Linked DNA regions of Mus musculus: regions 1 and 2 are each linked to region 3. Evidence: chromatin contacts called from public HiChIP or PLAC-seq data. All regions are on one chromosome and are shown on one strand. Each heading gives the region's core, a stretch centred on a gene start, on an enhancer-like site or on the middle of the called end of the contact. The rest is flanking DNA. Distances are from core to core; before and after follow the strand shown. Region 1 holds the start of Zfp652 (zinc finger protein 652). Region 2 overlaps Gm29933 (a long non-coding RNA gene). Region 3 overlaps Igf2bp1 (insulin-like growth factor 2 mRNA binding protein 1).

What was found. HiChIP or PLAC-seq counts read pairs in DNA pulled down with a chosen protein or histone mark.
Region 1: an H3K27ac HiChIP or PLAC-seq map of trophoblast stem cells shows a contact between it and region 3, with 4 times the contacts expected there. The contact joins the promoter of Zfp652 here to the enhancer-like site in region 3. A contact is called at or near these places in 1 of 15 datasets of contacts at CTCF or cohesin (large pre-B cells), 8 of 484 Hi-C or Micro-C datasets (the Ba/F3 cell line, the G1E-ER4 cell line, bone marrow-derived macrophages and 3 more), 4 of 115 datasets of contacts at active chromatin or transcription factors (bone marrow-derived macrophages, embryonic stem cells, large pre-B cells and 1 more) and 2 of 9 other capture datasets (adipose tissue and liver).
Region 2: a contact with region 3 is called in an H3K27ac HiChIP or PLAC-seq map of embryonic stem cells, with 8 read pairs. The contact joins two enhancer-like sites. A contact is called at or near these places in 1 of 15 datasets of contacts at CTCF or cohesin (large pre-B cells), 8 of 484 Hi-C or Micro-C datasets (B cells, the HPC-7 cell line, Th1 cells and 5 more), 9 of 115 datasets of contacts at active chromatin or transcription factors (bone marrow-derived macrophages, embryonic basal ganglia, embryonic stem cells and 4 more) and 2 of 9 other capture datasets (liver and pancreatic islet).

The regions. Positions count from the first base shown.
Region 1 is chr11:95,747,799-95,750,498 of GRCm38.p6, forward strand. It overlaps Zfp652 (zinc finger protein 652), which reads left to right and starts at 1,269. Exons shown (of 5, transcript NM_201609.2): 1 at 1,269-2,349. The coding sequence starts at 1,453.
Region 2 is chr11:95,803,744-95,806,606 of GRCm38.p6, forward strand. The region is part of intron 3 of Gm29933 (a long non-coding RNA gene); the gene reads right to left. Among named protein-coding and RNA genes, the nearest start is that of Gm29933, 3.4 kb to the right of the region's middle. Within about 2 kb of position 1,443, at least 91 of the 459 cell types and tissues checked have an H3K27ac peak or open chromatin away from gene starts, as enhancers often do. A contact at or near this core is called in embryonic stem cells, where this site is marked.
Region 3 is chr11:95,981,368-95,984,067 of GRCm38.p6, forward strand. All of the region lies in intron 2 of Igf2bp1 (insulin-like growth factor 2 mRNA binding protein 1), which reads right to left. Among named protein-coding and RNA genes, the nearest start is that of Mir3063, 19 kb to the left of the region's middle. Within about 2 kb of position 1,319, at least 105 of the 459 cell types and tissues checked have an H3K27ac peak or open chromatin away from gene starts, as enhancers often do. A contact at or near this core is called in the G1E-ER4 cell line, embryonic stem cells and trophoblast stem cells, where this site is marked.

The sequences.
Region 1 (2,700 bases), core at 19-2,518, 230 kb before region 3:
GTTACATAGCAGTTCAGCGTCAAGTGTACTGAACAGTTTCTTACTAAGGTTATTTCGTAGCAAGATTTCACTCACTTCAGCCGAGTAGAACCAATATATTAAGAAAAAGCCATATCATTCATCCCAGGCCTCGGGGGGCAGAGGTAGGCAGAACTCTGTGAGACCAGGTGGCCTCGTCTGTACAACAAGTTCCAGGACAGCCCGGCTACATAGTGAGACCCTCATCTCAGGAGGAAGAAGGGGGAAAGTTAAGCTTTGCTTATTTTAATTAATTAAAAATTAGCCCCAAAGTTTTGCAGTAGGTACTAAGTAGATGCTGAATAATAAAAATGTCTCTGGTGCCCATCACATGACAGACATTCAGTAAATACTGTTTTCCTTCCTTTTGTCAACTCGACTATACAGGTCCTCCATTGTCATTTGTATGACTCAGCTGCAGGGTAGCTGGCAAAATAGCAGTATAAGCATGCTGCAAGCAGATTGTATGCCCGTCATTGTTTTTTCATGGATGGTTTTAGTTTTCTTAGAACCGTGCCGACCTGGTGGTGACTGATTCTCAGAATTTTGACTTCTCTGCAACTGACACATGAAAAGTCACCCAGTTGTAGCATGGCTGTGCACCAAGTGTCAACCGCCTCAGCGGTGCTCCCATAGCTGAGGCAAGTTATGGTGACGGTTCATTTATAATTATTAAAGGCCAGGTCGGTTTCCTTGTGTGGTTGTGCCAGTTAGCTGCTCTAGTTCTGTGGCCTGCAGTGCCCATGTGGCTGCCCTTGTGTGTGGGTTCTCACTCTGGTAGATGTGGTGGCTGATGCTGAAGGAAACTGCCAGTATGACTCCCTTGAGTGTTTCATGGCCTTTTGTATCATGAGACTGATACCAGCAGACCCTGCAGCATCCAGTGTGGCAGACATCATGTGGTAGTAGGTATTTCTTCATCAAACACATGCTGTCTGCTTTAAAGATAGTTTGGTGAATTTGACAGATATGGCTCTTGGTATGATAGAATTTACATTCTAACTGAAATTGGGGACTCATACAAGCCTGTAAAATAATATCCATTTCAAACCATTTGAGGAGAATAATGAATCAAAGTGTATGGAATGTAATGATTTTAAATTTTGTGTGTTGTGAGGAATTCCATGGCCTAAGAAGAATATGGTGATATAATTTTTTCCCTCATTTTTTTTTCTCTTTATAGACAAGATGCTCCAAGTCCCCTGCAGTTCTCTTCGAAAGAAGACGAGGAGTGCTCTGCGCCTGCCGTAAGAACAGCCCTTTTTGACTTAAGGTGGCGGTGGTGCTGTGACACAGGAAGAACTGCATGCAGGCTGCAGGAGTTTCTTATTCTCACTTCTTGAGTAGTTAGTTCTCCGTGGAGGGAGAAAGATTTGAGTCTTAATTGCCCTGTTTTCAAGGTGTTCTGTGTCGTCTGAACTGGGCCACTTCCTAATGAGCTACACAGCCAGTCCTTGTCCGGAGCTGGTTGAACCCTGTGCAGTGCATGCAGAAGGAATGGCCCAGGAAGAGAGCCATCGAAGTCAGGCGCCACCCACCTTCTACCATGGTGCCAGCCAGGAGCTCGACCTGTCCACCAAAGTGTATAAAAGGGAGTCTGGAAGCCCTTACTCTGTGCTAGCAGACACCAAGATGAGCAAACCACATCTCCACGAGACGGAGGAGCAGCCATATTTCAGGGAGCCAAGGGCAGTGTCTGATGTGCATACTGTCAAGGAAGACCGGGAGAATTCTGATGACACGGAAGAGGAGGAGGAAGTCTCTTACAAAAGGGAGCAGATCATAGTGGAGGTAAACCTTAATAACCAAACATTAAATGTCTCTAAAGGGGAAAAGGGTGTCTCTTCCCAGTCCAAAGAGACGCCTGTCCTTAAGACAAGCAGTGAGGAAGACGAGGAAGAGACTGAGGAGGAGGCCACAGATAACAGCAGTGACTACGGAGAGAACGGACGGCAGAAGAAAAAGGAGAAGCAAGTGGAGAGAGTCAGGGTTACACAGAGGCGAACCCGGAGAGCGGCCTCTGCTGCCGCAGCTACCACTTCCCCTGCACCCCGCACAACTCGAGGCCGTAGGAAAAGTGCAGAGCTACCCAAGAGGAAGAAGCGGGCCACCAAGGAGGCTAAAGCGCCAGTTCAGAAAGCTAAGTGTGAAGAGAAAGAGACTCTGACCTGTGAGAAGTGCCCCAGGGTGTTTAATACTCGCTGGTACCTGGAGAAGCACATGAACGTTACTCACAGGCGCATGCAGATCTGTGATAAATGTGGCAAGAAGTTTGTCCTGGAAAGTGAGCTGTCCCTTCACCAGCAAACAGACTGTGAAAAAAACATTCAGGTAGGTCTCACCAGCGGAGGGCAAAGTTTCCAGGCTAGGACCTGGCTGTTCAGAGTCATCTGGTGTCTGCCCAAGAGGATAGAGGCTGAAGGGACAGATTTCACCAATTATCACTTTAGACTCTGCTGCTTGGGTCTTTTCAAAACCAAGGCTTAATCCTGTCTTTCAAAAGCATTACACTTAACTGACGATGGATTAGTGAGAACCAGGTGCACTGGAAGGGGGATTGGTTATAGATGACTGACTGGGATGTAAAGTCAGCGCCGACTTTGCACTGAGAGTCTCTGTTGTGGGACCTGTGAGATAATTCATTCTGGCATCTTCTGTCACGGTGGGAGGTTTGCCGAGTGA
Region 2 (2,863 bases), core at 193-2,692, 180 kb before region 3:
TGTTGTACAGACCCCATGTGTGTGCCTGTGTGTGGGTCCTTATTAACAAACCCCTCTTCCAAATGGAGTTGACCTGGTAACACACTTGTGAAATAAAGCATGCAGAGTCCCCTCTGTTGCAGTGACCAGGGTGGACAAGGATCCTTACAGCAACTCCCTTCCCCTACTCTTTGTCAAGAAGAAGTTTAAAAGTAGTTCCTCCTGTTACAGGATGTTTGAACCTGTTTCTAGTTAGGGTGTGGCTCAGACTTTAGCATACACCATTAATCCCTCTGGCTGTAAAATACAGACATGCCCTTAGTAGATACCTATAATCCCAAATAATGAAGGTAAAGTTAGTTTGTAAAGGGAAGCAACCATGTTTGAAAGTGATGTCTAATTGAGTGGCAGACAAAGAGATGAATCAGAGAAAGATTTGACATGTCCAACTCTCACAAGGAAAGGGAAGCTACTTAAGAGAGAGACAGCACAGGAGAAGAGAGTATAGCCCAGGAATACAGTAGCGCTTGTGGAGACAGCACAGTGGAGTTGAGAGGGAGAGTAGAGCAGCAGAGAGGGAGGCAGAGACAGATTTACCAGGAGAGTTTTACAGAGACAGATTGAAGAGAGAACAAGTTAGACACAGGTGAAGACAGACAAGCAAGAGAATGGGAAGGAGCCAGTAGATTAGAAAAAAAAAAGATTGCTAGAGTTAGTTCGAAGCCAAGCAGAGCAATTCAGAGGCAAAGAGAAGTGCCAGATTGAGTCAGCTTGGAGAGGAGTTTGAGCCAGAAGAGCTGAGTTGAACCAGCCAGCTAGAATCAAGAAAGAACAAGAAGGGCGAGCTTACTCAACAGCAATTCTCAGAGGCCGAGAGCATTTTTTTTTTTGCCTAGGTAAACTTGTACAGAGCTCGAAGCTTCCAGGCCTAGGCCTAGGTTAGCAGACGAGGCAGTCAGCTCAGAGGTGACAAATGATCCAGGAGAATAAGGGCTCCATATGCAGCCTCCCTTCCTGTTTTCAGTTTAGCTGGAGAGAGAAGAGCTACAAAGAAGGGACCAATGGCCTTTGGCAGGTATGAGAACATGGTCAAAGAGAGACAGAAGTTCTCTCCATATGCTCCGACAGGAGAGAAGAGAAGCTGGGCAAAATGAGGAGCAGAGAAGATATGCCTCAGCCCCTTTGGGCCACAGATTGGAGTCTGAGCCCTAGCCCCCAGCTCAACACGTGCAACTGGTTTGAGAGGCAAGAGCCAGAGTTCACAATGATCTCACACCCAAACTTTCTGTCCATCATCCATCAACTCTGCTTTCCTCTAAGTGACAACTCCATCCATCCAGTGTCCCCATGGCTCCCTGCAATCCAGGCTGGGTTCCCATGGCTCTCGAACACCCCTGGGGTTCCTGCCTGAGTCCTTGCACTTCCCTTTGCAGAAAGCCACTTCCCTTCACGTCTGCAAGGTTGCACCCACTTCCCGCCCTGTGCTCAGCATCCTGTCAGGGTAGGTTCCTCTACTTCCGGATAGGTAAAGGTCACCTGTGCCTTTGGTTGCTTCATGTTTCCCACAGTATCTGTGATCGTATGGTATCTGCACACTCCCCAAGCACTTCCCTTTGGAAAGGAGCTCCCTGGTGTCCAGGATAGAACCAGATACAGGTGGTTCACCCTGGGCATCAGCTCATGAATAACATGAGTGACTCCCCTTAACAGCCCTCAGAGACTCCTCCAGAGCACTCACAGGGTCCAGGAGCTTGGTCTCATGGACCTTGGCATTCCTGCTGTCTGTTACTGGGCTGCAGGCAGTTAGAAAGGCACAAGGGTAAATCTCACAGGACAGTGTCAGGTGCCAGGTTGAAACAGTGCCTCATCTCACCATGGGGCTGATAGGGAACCTAGTGGGAGGGGGAAGGAAGGCCTCCTGCAGAAAGGGAGTGTCACAGGGCTCCAGAGGAGCAGGTAGAGAGAGGGTGTGGTCTCTGCCCTCAGCTGCCAACTCACAGCAGATACCAAGCTGGGGGATTAGAGGACAGCAACAGCTGTCAGAACCCAATGTCCGCAAAGCTTCAGACCTGCTGTCCCCTCCCTCCCATTTCCGGGCTCTGTGCCCTTAACCTGCCCTTGGTTCCCCAGATGAGTCATCAAGTTCCAGCCCCTAGGGTTCCTTGCAGCACATCCCTAGGGGAAGTTGAGAGGCTCATGCACGCCATTAAGAAATAGGCACAGGAGGGCAGGAGGCTCTAAAGCCATCCGCAGCCTGGGTGAGGGTTACCCAGGGCCCAGTCCTTGCCTGTTGAAGCCTCCAGTCTAGGAGACAACCAAAGCTCAGCTGAAACCCAGCAGCTCAGCTAACAGGCAGTTTGAAAGCAAAGACAAAACAAAACAACAGCAAACAAACAAACAAAAACCTCCACAAAACAAACAACAAAACAAACCAACCCTCAAAAAGAATGAAAACAGGTGTGTACTCTGCTTGAAACTACCTCTTTGATGAAAACCAAATATCTCCAAAAAATAACAAGGGAAGAGGGAGGCAAGATGGTGTAGCGGGTGAAGGTGCTTGCTGCCAAACCTTGACAAAGTGAGTTCAATTCCCTGGGACCCACACAGTAGAAGAAGTGAACCAGCTCCCTCTAGAAACGGTGCACCATGGCCTATGTGCGTACACATAGACACATACACACACACTAAACATAAGTGAAATAATAAAAATGTTAAGAAGGATACACAAAGGCATTAATTCTCACTTTAAAGATGCTGTGTGGGAAACTAGGTGAGCTGCACTGGCATCATTGCCCCTTTGAATATTCAACTTCCACGGGTAGGAAGATGGCTCCACAGTTAAGATCACTGACTCCTCTTCCAGAGGACCTGGGTTTGATTCCCA
Region 3 (2,700 bases), core at 69-2,568:
GAATGCAAGGCCCTAACAGTGGGTGTGTTGGCCTTAGTTGTCCTAGGCAGTCCCTACCAAAGCAGGGTCTAGTGTAAAATAGAAGGGTCTCTGTGATCCACTGAGTCTGAAATTCTGAGAGCGACAACTCCTTGTTGACAAGCTACAGCAGGGAAAATCTGGGAATGACATAGCTAAAAGAGTGGAGCAGTGGTGTCCCCGGCTCCTTTAGCTATGTCACCCCTGACCCAAACCCAACCTCTTCCTCCTCAAACTCAGCACTCAAGAGGCAGGGGCAGGCAGATCTCTGAGTTCGAGGCCAGCCTGGTTTACACAATGAGTCCCAGGATAGCAAAGGTTATACAGAGAAATCCTATCTTGAAAAAGAAATAATAAAAAGCTAAAGGAAAGGTGGATCTGTTTGAAGGAAAACCTTGGTGGTTTGTGAACTTGACCTAACAAAGTTAGAGTAGATACAGTGAGGATTGGAAACAGTCAGCTGAGTCTGGAGGCTTGAGCCATGATTCCAGGCTAAAGCAGGACTGATGCACGCACAGGCCAGTCTATAGAACAGTAGGCCAGTCGGAAGGTGGCGTTGCAGTGATAGAAGAGGAGGGGAAGACAGACAGACATAACTCCACGAGTACAGCATTTGTCTAGCAGACACAAAGTCCTGCGCTCAAGTCCCAGGACTGCACGGATAGATAAGCCTGTCGACCCTCTGTAATCCCAGCACCCACAGTACTGGCAGGAGAACCACAAAGTCAACACCCGGTCCAGCGGCGTGAGGCGTGCTCTGTGTCAGACACACACGGGAAGCCAACAAGCCCATTGCTGAGTCCTTAGACCCCATTCCACCAGGTACCAGATCCAAGGACTGGCCAAAAGGCAGCTTTGGATCTCCCTGGTAAGGGTTTCTCACAAAACACCTTTGCTAACCAAATAGATACACCGAGTATGTTCAGATGGGTGAAGAATCTGGGAGAAAATGAACAGTGCCCAGCCCCGGACACCTCCCCCCAGGAAGTCCTTCTGGATAGAGGGGAGATGAAGGCAGCCTGCCTAGGAAGAAACAAGGCATACAGCAACCCCAGAACAGGAGCCTAGTTTGAAAGAACCCATTAGTGCAATCCCAGGTCAAAGGCCAAGACTTGCCTGTCCAAACTCTGATTTGGGGCCTTCTATTCAGTATGGCAGGAGCAGGGTGGTAGCAGTGAAATCTAATCTCTGCAAGGATGTTTGTTAATCCATATCCAGAAAGCAATGGCAGGCAGATTGGCTGGAATGTCTGGAATGTTCCAGGAGCGGGAGGGGGAGGAGGGCAGGTCTACCCAACCAATGAAAGAAAGACATCCCAGCAGCCCTCCCTCACCCTCTAGGGCATACACACCCCATCCTGGGAACCCACTCTAGGCTCCTCCCAGACTTCCTTCTCAGCAAAGCCCCCAGCCCTGATTAAAACCCAAGGGGATAGCCTGGAAGAGGACCTTTGTCTTCTAAGCCTGGCTTTCCACTGAGCCTGGTGCTACCTAATTCCTTTCAGGCCCAAACCGCACAGGGCACTGCTGGGACCTGTAACCTAAATTCCCTTGCTTACATTACAACCCCTTTGGATAACTTACTCATCCCACCTATGAGAGGCCCAGAGTTGGCTGCGTTAGGCTGGTGTGCTGAGGGCTTACAGTGGCTCTAAATCTGTGGCTTACAACTCTTTGGGGATCCACAGACCCTACTTACTTACCTACCCTTTCACAGGGGTCGCCTAGGAGCTGATATCAGGACAGAACATTACGGTTCATAACTGTAGCAAAACTAGCTACGAAGTAGCAACAAAAATAATGTTGTGGTTGGAGGTCAGCACAACCTTAGGACCTGTATTAAAGGTCCCAGCGTGAGGAAGGTTGAGCTGGCTTAGAGCTCCTGATGAGTGGGAGCACAACTCACACTTCCCAGGGGTTTCTCCTGGTGGGAGCTAAGTCCAGCAAGCCCCTGACAGTATTCTAAAGGAGACCTGGAGGTAGAGTGGAAGGGGCGGTGACAGTCATTGCTGAATCTAAATAAATGTGTTCACAATGACAGAGAAAGAAAGTCTTCCACTCCTCCATCTCTGCTACATTGACCCTGCTCCAATAAACCCGGGTCTACCAAGGCCAGGCTGAGTAGTGGTTATGTCCTATAGGTAAAAGGGCACCACACCTAAGCACTCTTAGTGCCGGGAGGGCCAAGCCCAGCTCCAGCAAGGAGAGAGAACCAGCTGCCCTGACCCTCTAGCAGCTATAGCGCCGCCAGCAGTGGCCATTAAAGGCAATGGTTAGAACAGCCAAAATGGTTCCTAAGTGCAAACAGCTTTCCCCTGTTCTCTGCTCGCTCTGACCCTCAGAGATCCAGCCTGGAGGGCAGCTCAACAGACTCCTGCTAACCAGGAAATTCACCTGGGGATGTGAGGACACCTGGGGATGTGAGGACAGGGAGGCCAAGCAGGGGAAATATGCCAGGAGAGATTTAAAGAGGCAGAGAGACAAAAGAACAACGCCATACACCCATCACACCGCCATACACCCATCACACCGCCATACACCCATCACATCGTATACACACATGGGGGTGCTTGGGATTAGGAGTATCTCTCCCGGGTCCATTTTATAGAACTGTGTTCATTTTATAGAAATGTGCTACCGGCGGCTTTGTTTGACAGCCCAGGGCCGAGATTAAAATACGCCA